Linked DNA regions of Mus musculus: regions 1 and 3 are each linked to region 2. A link is a contact called in public Hi-C data. All regions are on one chromosome and are shown on one strand. The core of a region is the stretch at or near the end of the contact, and the rest is flanking DNA. Distances in the headings are between cores, read along the strand shown. Region 1 has its middle 23 kb from the start of Gm35891. Region 2 overlaps Slc7a11 (solute carrier family 7 (cationic amino acid transporter, y+ system), member 11). Region 3 has its middle 37 kb from the start of Gm40044.

Evidence for each region. A called contact is a pair of places that touch in the nucleus more often than the background predicts.
Region 1: a Hi-C map of bone marrow-derived macrophages shows a contact between it and region 2, with 12 read pairs. The contact joins two enhancer-like sites. A contact is called at or near these places in 1 of 484 Hi-C or Micro-C datasets (bone marrow-derived macrophages), 1 of 115 datasets of contacts at active chromatin or transcription factors (bone marrow-derived dendritic cells) and 1 of 9 other capture datasets (embryonic stem cells).
Region 3: a Hi-C map of bone marrow-derived macrophages shows a contact between it and region 2, with 12 read pairs. The contact joins two enhancer-like sites.

Annotation. Positions count from the first base shown.
Region 1 is chr3:51,150,134-51,153,252 of GRCm38.p6, reverse strand. No RefSeq gene overlaps it. Among named protein-coding and RNA genes, the nearest start is that of Gm35891, 23 kb to the right of the region's middle. Within about 2 kb of position 1,587, at least 23 of the 459 cell types and tissues checked have an H3K27ac peak or open chromatin away from gene starts, as enhancers often do. A contact at or near this core is called in bone marrow-derived macrophages, where this site is marked.
Region 2 is chr3:50,404,786-50,407,670 of GRCm38.p6, reverse strand. The region is part of intron 6 of Slc7a11 (solute carrier family 7 (cationic amino acid transporter, y+ system), member 11); the gene reads left to right. Among named protein-coding and RNA genes, the nearest start is that of Slc7a11, 37 kb to the left of the region's middle. Within about 2 kb of position 1,575, at least 57 of the 459 cell types and tissues checked have an H3K27ac peak or open chromatin away from gene starts, as enhancers often do. A contact at or near this core is called in bone marrow-derived macrophages, where this site is marked.
Region 3 is chr3:51,182,375-51,185,251 of GRCm38.p6, reverse strand. No RefSeq gene overlaps it. Among named protein-coding and RNA genes, the nearest start is that of Gm40044, 37 kb to the left of the region's middle. Within about 2 kb of position 1,516, at least 17 of the 459 cell types and tissues checked have an H3K27ac peak or open chromatin away from gene starts, as enhancers often do. A contact at or near this core is called in bone marrow-derived macrophages, where this site is marked.

The sequences.
Region 1 (3,119 bases), core at 338-2,837, 750 kb before region 2:
AGCTGATGTTTTCCTCCCTGCCTCTCCATCCTGACTCCCTCCTTTCTTCTTTCTCTTGGTTTTAGGTCTTATGCCTTTTAAAAATTACATTTTATATTGTTTTTTTAAAATGTGTTATTATTGTGTGTGTGTGTGTATGCATATGAGTGAGTGTATGTGTGCATACATGGTGTGGTTTTGTGTGAGTGCATGGTGTGTGTATGCATGGTGTGTCTGTGTGCATGGTGTATGTGTGTGCGTGCTTGGTGTGTGTACATTGTGTGTCTGTGTGTATGGTGTGTCTGTGTGCACGGTGTGTGTGGTTGTACATAATGTATGTGTGTGCATGGTATGTGTGTGTATGTATGTGTGTGAGTACATGGTATGTGTTCATGGTGTACGTGTATATGTGTGTGCATTGTGTATGTATGTGTGTGCATGGTATATGTGTATGTATGTGTGTGAGTACATGGTATGTGTTCATGCTGCGTGTGTGTATGTGTGTGGGTGCATAGTATGTGTGTGTGTATGCATGTGCATGGTGTATGTGTGTGAGCACATATTCCACGAAGTTCATTTGGAGGTCAGAGGACACCTTTGTGGAGTTAGTTCTCTCCTTCTACCTTCATGTAGGTCCAGGGGCTTGAATTCAGATCTCTAGCCTTGCCTAGCAAGCCCCATACATGCTGGCTCTAGGCCTCATGCCTTTTTAGTGAACACATATTTGCATTTAGAGACTTGGGGCACTCTTTGGCTTCTTTGGCCCGGTATCTGAGGATTGTCTATCAGAGTAACACATAGGGCTGTAGTAGCTGATGAACGAATGAATCAGTGCATGACTTAAACTGATGGGTGAGGTTGCAGGTTAGAGAGATAACCAGAACCTTTCTCGTCTCCTTCGAGTGTGACACTGGGAGGATCTCACTTCAGGGCTGTAGCTGGGCTTCGGAAGGCAGCACGAGAGCTGCTTAGGTCAGCCAGGAGGACCCTCTGATGATTTCTGGTTGTGGGGGAAAGGGAGCACCCTTGATAGCTAATATGGAATCAATACCCATTTATTCTCTGGACCCAAGTGTATTATTTTAATTTTAGGCGTGGGGAGATCCCAGGCATTCCAATCACAACTCAATTTTTTTTTTTTTTGGTCCTATATAGAGTGTATTGAACTACAGCAAGCTTAAAAGGGAGAGGAGGGAAAAACTATAAAACACAGAGTGTCAACAGCAGAAGCTCTGTTGCCCTAAGGCTGTTAGCTGTTTTTACGCAGCACAAAGTAGATAGGATATAGATACTATTTAAAGACTCAGAAAGAGGTCTTTGAGGTGTGATGTATGACCAGAATCAGGGGGCTCAAGCCACGGTGGCATTCTGCTAAGTCAATCGGAGCCCTTCATCGAGGAAGTGTGTGTGTGTGTGTGTGTGTGTGTGTGTGTGTGCGTGCGCTGATTGGATCACTGGGGTTTGTTATTTGAAGATCAAGAATTCTAATCGAGTCCCTGTGACCGCATGTCTGACACTGCAATTTTGTATGGCCACATTCTGTTTAATCTTCACCGTCAGCTTGGCTGTATCTAGCAACACCTAGGAGACACAGCTCCTGATATGTCTTCAGTATTAAACAAACAAACAAACAAACAAAAAACCACAAAACCTGAGAAGGGCTGAGTGCCTGCCTCCACGCTCTGCCTACTTATCTCCATGTCCAGCCCCTCACTCTTGCCATCATGTCTTCTTTGCCAAGATGGACTGTATCCCTTCAAATTCCAAGTCAAAAGAAATCCTTCACTTGCTCTCCTCAGGTATTTGGTCACAGTCATAAGAGGAGTGACTAATGGAGAGGGTGTCACTGTTCATACTTTGCAGGATGGAGACAGAGGCCACGCGTCAGTGGAGAGAGACTGCTTTCCTATTTCACTGTTAACATTAACCGAGCGTTCACAGTGCACCAGGCCAGGTTCCAGCCTCTTGATAAGTCCTGGCAGTCAGTCACTCTGATGTCACAGAGCTGTGGTCTGCTCTTGTGTTTCCTGTTTTACAGTGGATAAGATGTGGGAAGAGACAAAGAGAATCTTCCAGAATCACACAGTAAATGAGCAGGCAAGAAGTTAAACCAAGTTTGTCTGACTCCCTAAACCCTTTTGTTTTTCATGCTTCATCAGGAAATATCTTAAAAAAAAGTCTGAAAAATATACTGGATGTCACTCAACCCAGAAGACAGCAAATTATTAAATAAAAGATTATATAAAGGGAGGGGCATTTTTTATTTCTCCTTACTTCTTCTGGCAGCATTTGTGCTGATCTGGCTCTTTCCACCACAATGAAGTTGTCACCCCAATTTTTAAGGGAGCAAAGGAAGATGGTCATGCCACAAGGTTGACAAGGATAGAGGAACCAAGAAACAGCGCCCTGCTTCCTGTTGATCCCCAAGGTGTGTAGGAGACTCAGGAGTTCATGAGATGTCAAGATCTAGTAACATAGTCCAGCATGGAAGTACCCAGAGCAGGATAGAATGTCTTTCCTGTTTATCCAACCCCTAGGAGAGGCTGGACATGGTGGGGCACACCTTTAGTCCCAACCAACATACAGTAGACAGAGGCAGGCCGATCTACGAGTTGGAGACAGGCCTGGCTTATATAACAAGTTTCAGATCAGTTAGGGCCACATAGTGAGACCTTGTTTCAAAACGATGACAACAACAACAGCAGCAACAACAACAGCAACACACACACACACACACACACACACACACACACACACACACGAACAACCCCCCTACTCCCAACAAATCAAAAACAAACAAACAAACAAACAAAAAACAAAGCAAGGAATGTTTGAGGGATGACATTGTCCCCTGGCCACCTCACGGGCTCCACACAAGCACACAGAGTCACAGCTCAAGTTTTGGTGGTATGTGCAGTATCCACAGAGGCCTCCCTCAGTTTGAGAGCCTTAGCTGAAGGCCAAGTGGCCTAAAGCTTTCTCGCATGGTTCATTTGTTTTGTGGAACTCTGCATGTCCTTTTTTAAGGCCAGAGCGGGGAGAATTTGCCTGGAGCCACCATGCATGAGTGGAGCTTTCCCATCAAGGAGCTGGATGCTTGGCTGATGATGAGGACAGCAGGCTGGCTCAGGAGCTCTCTG
Region 2 (2,885 bases), core at 326-2,825:
TTGACCTGTTTTTAGGTTGACTGTCTTATCAGAAAATGATTTTATGAAATCCTCGAAACCAAGTCTTGGTTTGAGTGGCTTCTACCATGTATTTTAGACATTTTATCCTTACTTTTTCCAGTAAAGAAGATAGTTAGTACAGTTTACAAGAATGCAAGCTAAAATTTTGTTAATTTTTACATAATATAAAGATATAAAATCTTGTTTTATATACATATATAAATATATTAAATAGAAATATATATTTGCACACTTACACATACACTCATATACACACATATATACACATATATTCTCTCTTTCTCACACACATATACATATATGTATATATATATGCACAGCTTTAAAAATATTTCTTTAGTAAATATACAAACAGCATTTTAATCTGGCTCATAGATGGGCTACAGGGGTTAGTAACTCAGGTGATTTGTTTCATTGTATGATATGTTTCTCATGCAGAGGAGAAAGCTGAGGCTCAAAGAAGTAGAATGCCTTCATTCTTATGGCTATGCAGTTGTCCAGAGAGATTAGGACAACAGTCTATGATTTTCTAGCTCCAGAGCTCAGAGTCTTTCTAACAAACCAGTTAATCTTGTGGGAGGAAAGGCAGAAGTGAGCCCTTGATCACAAAAGACATCAGTGTGAACTAAGGAAGTAACTATAGAACTTTACTATAGAAGAAGAGGAAGTAGAAAGCAGAACAGAGAGATGGAGGTGTCTGACGCAGGGCCTGGGCATCCAGAAACTGTAGAAGAATGATTGCTTTCAGGGACTGATGCGTAATGCATCCTGTGTAGGACATTGCAGATGTTGGCCTGTGGGAAGCCTAAGCTTCCACTGGAAGGCTTTGGGACCTGATCTAGCAGTCATTGAGACTGGCAGGCAGGTGCCAAGGAAAGTCTTTGGAGAATGGAAATCAGTGCTTGGAAATATTAACTTGATTTCAAGTCCAGTGGGTTTTCTTCTTGTGACAACCAGTTTAAATGGAGTTATAGTGGTGGGGACTTCTTTAACCTTCTTTTGCGTGTTTGGTCATAATAAAACAGCATCTTTGAGAAGTTAACTGACACTTCTTCCACTGCTAGGGAGACACAGTGACATGGCATGCAGCAGAAGAAACATAGTCACCTATCCCTGGCCTAAGATAGAGATCCACCTACTTAGAGAATAAGATGAATCAACACTTTGTCCCTGCACTCCCTTCGTAAATACAGGGCTGCAGGTGTTTCTTTATTAGTGAAAAATGATCCATTTATTGATTCTCTCTGCTACTGGAAAAGCAAATGAGACGAGAGGAGATGGTTTGTTTATAAAGAATATTTATAACTCAAAATTATCCAAGCCAGAGAATTTGGTTAGTCATGTAAATTTCCAAAATAAATGTAAAGGACTCTTGTCCAGTATCTTGTTTGATATCAACCTTGAGATTTTAGCATTGGAACTGTAGGACATGCTAGCAACTAACCTTGCTTTGAGTTTTAGGAAATTCAAGTTCTGCTTTTGGATGGGGAAATGTGAAGAAGTCAATGGTCATGCAGATGACTCGTGTTCTTGGAGACAGAAAGGAAAGTCGTCACAATCTGGTGAAATAGATGAATCTTAAGGCTGGAAAGATGGCTTAGTGGTTAGGACCGCTTGCTGCTGTTTCAAGATTCAGGTTCAGTTCCCAGTATCCATGTTGGATGGATTACAAGCACACATACCACCACCTCCAAGGGATCCTATGCCTTCTAGCTTTCACAGAGACCTGAATACAGATGAACATACCCACATTAGATGGACATAACCACAAACAGATAAACAGACACAGACACACACACACAGAGGAGTGGGTAGGTGCTAGAGGAGGAAGAGGAGGAGGCAGCCCTTAGACTTTTAGCATCAAATACAAATCATAGGTTAGAGTGTGGGTATGTCAAGCAAAATACTTTAAAGACCGTCTATCACCCATTGGATATTCCGGGGAAAGTTGGACGTAGGTAAAGAGAGAGCTAACAGTATGACCACAGGACAGGAGACAGCTTGGTAGACCATTGATCCTGCTAGACAAAGTGAGCTTCAAAGTGGTGCTGTGCTCATAGAGCCACATGGGTCAGAGAAGATTCTAGGTTTTTCTGCCTTTTGTTTTTCTGGGCTAGGATCTTAGCATGTAGCTCAGGATGACCTTGAACTTGCAGTGCTGCTGCTGCCCAGCTCTGTGACTATAGACATGTGACCACCACATCAGCCAAGATTCCATTTCTGCATCTGGATTATTTTGCTTTAAATTTAGCTATCTTTGTTCTTTGTCCTTTCTCAGCATCTTGCTTGTTAGTGAAGGATGCTATGGTGGCAGACTCTGCCTGTCCTTTCAGCTCTAGTATACCCGATGTAGTTGGCAGAAGATGCAAACTCTGGGAAGGGGAGTGGACTATGAGGAGACCTGAGATAAAAGAAACCCTACTACAGTGGCCAGAGTTAATTTCAGAAGACAGTTACAGTATAGGTGGTCAAATGGGGGAAATGAGCTAATTTCTTAGACCATAAAACCAAGGGCCACATCCAGGAATCTAACTCAGTAAGATTACCTTAAGGACAGGGCTCATGATTTGTGTGTGTGCCAGGAAACAAGAATAACACTTGTGAGGAAATCGATCATGCTGTGTTATGAGGAATCCCTGATTCTATTTATTTTCTTTATTAAATGTGCTCACAGGAGACAGACAGTTCCTGGTAAATCTCAGTGGTCTGGAAGATTTTAAGTCAGTATTCTGTGTGTTTTGTTCTCTTAAAAGCATGAATATGAGCAGGAAAGGATCATTCACCAAGTCTCCTGCACTACTGAAGATGTTTTCAATAGCCCATTAGGACCATATTGTCTATTTGCACCGATTAGCCTAATAAAC
Region 3 (2,877 bases), core at 267-2,766, 780 kb before region 2:
TGCTGAATAAACTAGGTCAAAGGTACTCAGTTTTCATCTTTGCCATCTTCTGGTTAGCACACTAAACAATATTAGTAAATGTTAATAATTTCTTGATGGCCAACTGGACTTCTCCTCCGTCCAGCACCAATTCAGGTGTTGCTGTGAGGTGACTTGTAACTCTCAAGGGCTTGTACGATCCGTGGATTTTGGAGGAAGGGGATGTACGGTCACTGTTCTTCTGGGTGACACGGAGTTAATCTGCCGTAAAAGCAGAACCAGGTTTTCCGTGACGTCTGCGGCTTCCAGCTTGCCATCTGCCCTATGGATTTTGAACTTGCTTAGCTGATCCACAGTTATGTAAGCTAAGTCCTTGCAATAGATCTCGTTCAGCCCAGGTTCTGCCTGTCTGGTTAGATCCTGACCGTTGCAGTGTGTTAGGGTTAGTGACACTGACTGGCTTCTGATTGGTCAGTGTGCTTTTTTCACTTCCCAGGACTAAGTCCATCCTTGACAGTCTTTAGCATATATTTAGCAACCTCTCAGAATTCCCAGAGTTTTGAATATGGTTACACCTGGATTAGGTCTGGTTTTTGCTTGGGTGACATGGCCTGAAAGAATGAAGGCATTGTCTTACATGGTCTGCAAAGCCCTGGAATGGCTCTCATGGTAACAGTGCATTTACCAGGATACTTAGAAAGCTCACTTCACAGAACCGCTCTCTTCTAGCCTAACATTTCATCTTCTTTTAAATTAAAACCATTGTTTTTCCAACCCTGAGAGTCCACCTCACACCAGTCAGAATGGCTAAGATCAAAAATTCAGGTGACAGCAGATGCTGGCGAGGATGTGGAGAAAGAGGAACACTCCTCCATTGTTGGTGGGATTGCAAGCTTGTACAACCACTCTGGAAGTCAGTCTGGCGGTTCCTCAGAAAATGAGACATAGTACTACCGGAGGATCCAGCAATACCTCTCCTAGCATATACCCAGAAGATGTTCCAACTGGTAATAAGGACACATGTTCCACTATGTTCATAGCAGCCCTATTTATAATAGCCAGAAACTGGAAAGAACCCAGATATCCCTCAATATCTGCCAGGAACTGGCAGAGCCTCGTAGGAGACAGCTATATCAGGCTCCTGTTAGCAGGCTCTTGTTGGCCTCTGCCTAGTGACTAGGAATGGATACAGAAAATGTGGTACATTTACACAATGGAGTACTCCTCAGCAATTAAAAACAATGGATTTATGAAATTCTTAGGCAAATGGATGTATCTGGAGGGTATCATCCTGAGTGAGGGAACCCAATCACAAAAGAACACACATGATGTGCACTCACTGATAAGTGGATATTAGCCCAGAAACTTAGAATACCCAAGATACAATTTGCAAAACACATGAAATCAAGAAGAAGGAAGACCAAAGTGTGGATACTTTGTTCCTTCTTAGAATGGGGAACAAAAACACCCATGGAAGGAGTTACAAAGTTCAGAGCAGAGCCTGCAGGAACACCATCCAGAGACTGCTCTATTTGGGGATCCACCCCATAAACAACCACCAAACTTAGTCACTAGGCAGAGGCCAACAAGAGCCTGCTAACAGGAGCCTGATATAGCTGTCTCCTGCGAGGCTCTGCCAGTTCCTGGTAAATACAGAAGTGGATGCTCTCAGTTATCCATTGGATGGAGCACAAGGCCCCCAATGAAGGTGCCAGAGAAATACCCAGGGAGCTGAAGGGGACTGAAGCCCCATAGGAGGAACATCGATATGAACTAACCAGTACCCCCAGAGCTCCTTGGAACTATACCACCAATCAAAGAAGACACCTGGTGGAACTTGTGGCTCTAGCTATATATGTAGCAGAGGATGGCCTAGTCAGTCATCAATGGGAGGAGAGGCCCATGGTCCTGTGAAGGTTCTATGCCCCAGTATAGAGGAATGCCAGGGCCAGGAATGGGAGTGGGTGTGTTGGGGATCATGGGGAGGGGGAAGGGGATAGGGGATTTTCGGAGGGGAAACTAGGGAAGGGGATAACATTTGAAATGTTAAATAAAGAAAAATCAAACAAAACAAAACAAAACCGTTGTTTTTCAAGACAATGTTTCTCTGTGCAGCCCTGGATGTCCCAACCTTGCTGTGTAGACTAGCCTGGCCTCGAATTCAGAGCTCTACCTGCCTCTGCCTGCCAGTACTGGGATCCCTGCCTGGCCTTAAGAACGTTTATAAAGTGTATTTGGTCATCTTTTTCTTCCCCTCACGCTTCTCAGGTCCTCCCCGCTTCCCACCCCACCTGGCTTTATGTGCTTGCTTTCTTTTCCAAAGCAAAAACAAATGAAAATTTTCACAAAACAGAAATTAAAAACGATTAAACAAATGATCAGTAAGACAAGAGAATAATATATAAACCAACCAACAACAGCAACAACAAAAAAATCCACACTGCGTTTGTTTTGTCTTGGCTAACTACTCCTTGGAGTGTGGTTGGTATACCCAGTGACAGTTCACTGAAAAAAAAGCCCTGTATTTTTATTATTACAGTTTAGTGAAACTTACGTAATAATCTAGTTCATCTTTTCCGTGGCCCATCTGACCCAGCTGGCCTGTACTCTTCTCTGGTCAAGGGTGAGGAGCCCTTTCATCCTGCTTGAATACTTATCCTTGCCTATTCACAAAGTGATTGAGTAAAGGGTTTTGTATGTGTTTTGCATACAAATGACTGACTGTAAACACTGGTGTGCAAATGCCTCTGTGGTGTGTGACGTGGGTAACTGGGTCACTCGGAAGGAAATCCTTATCAATTACTAGAGTAGCTTACACCCTTACCGGCAGTGTCTAGCCACTCCCTTCGCTCTGCGTTCACGCTCGCCATTTTCTTTTTTCCTTTTAGATTTATTTTA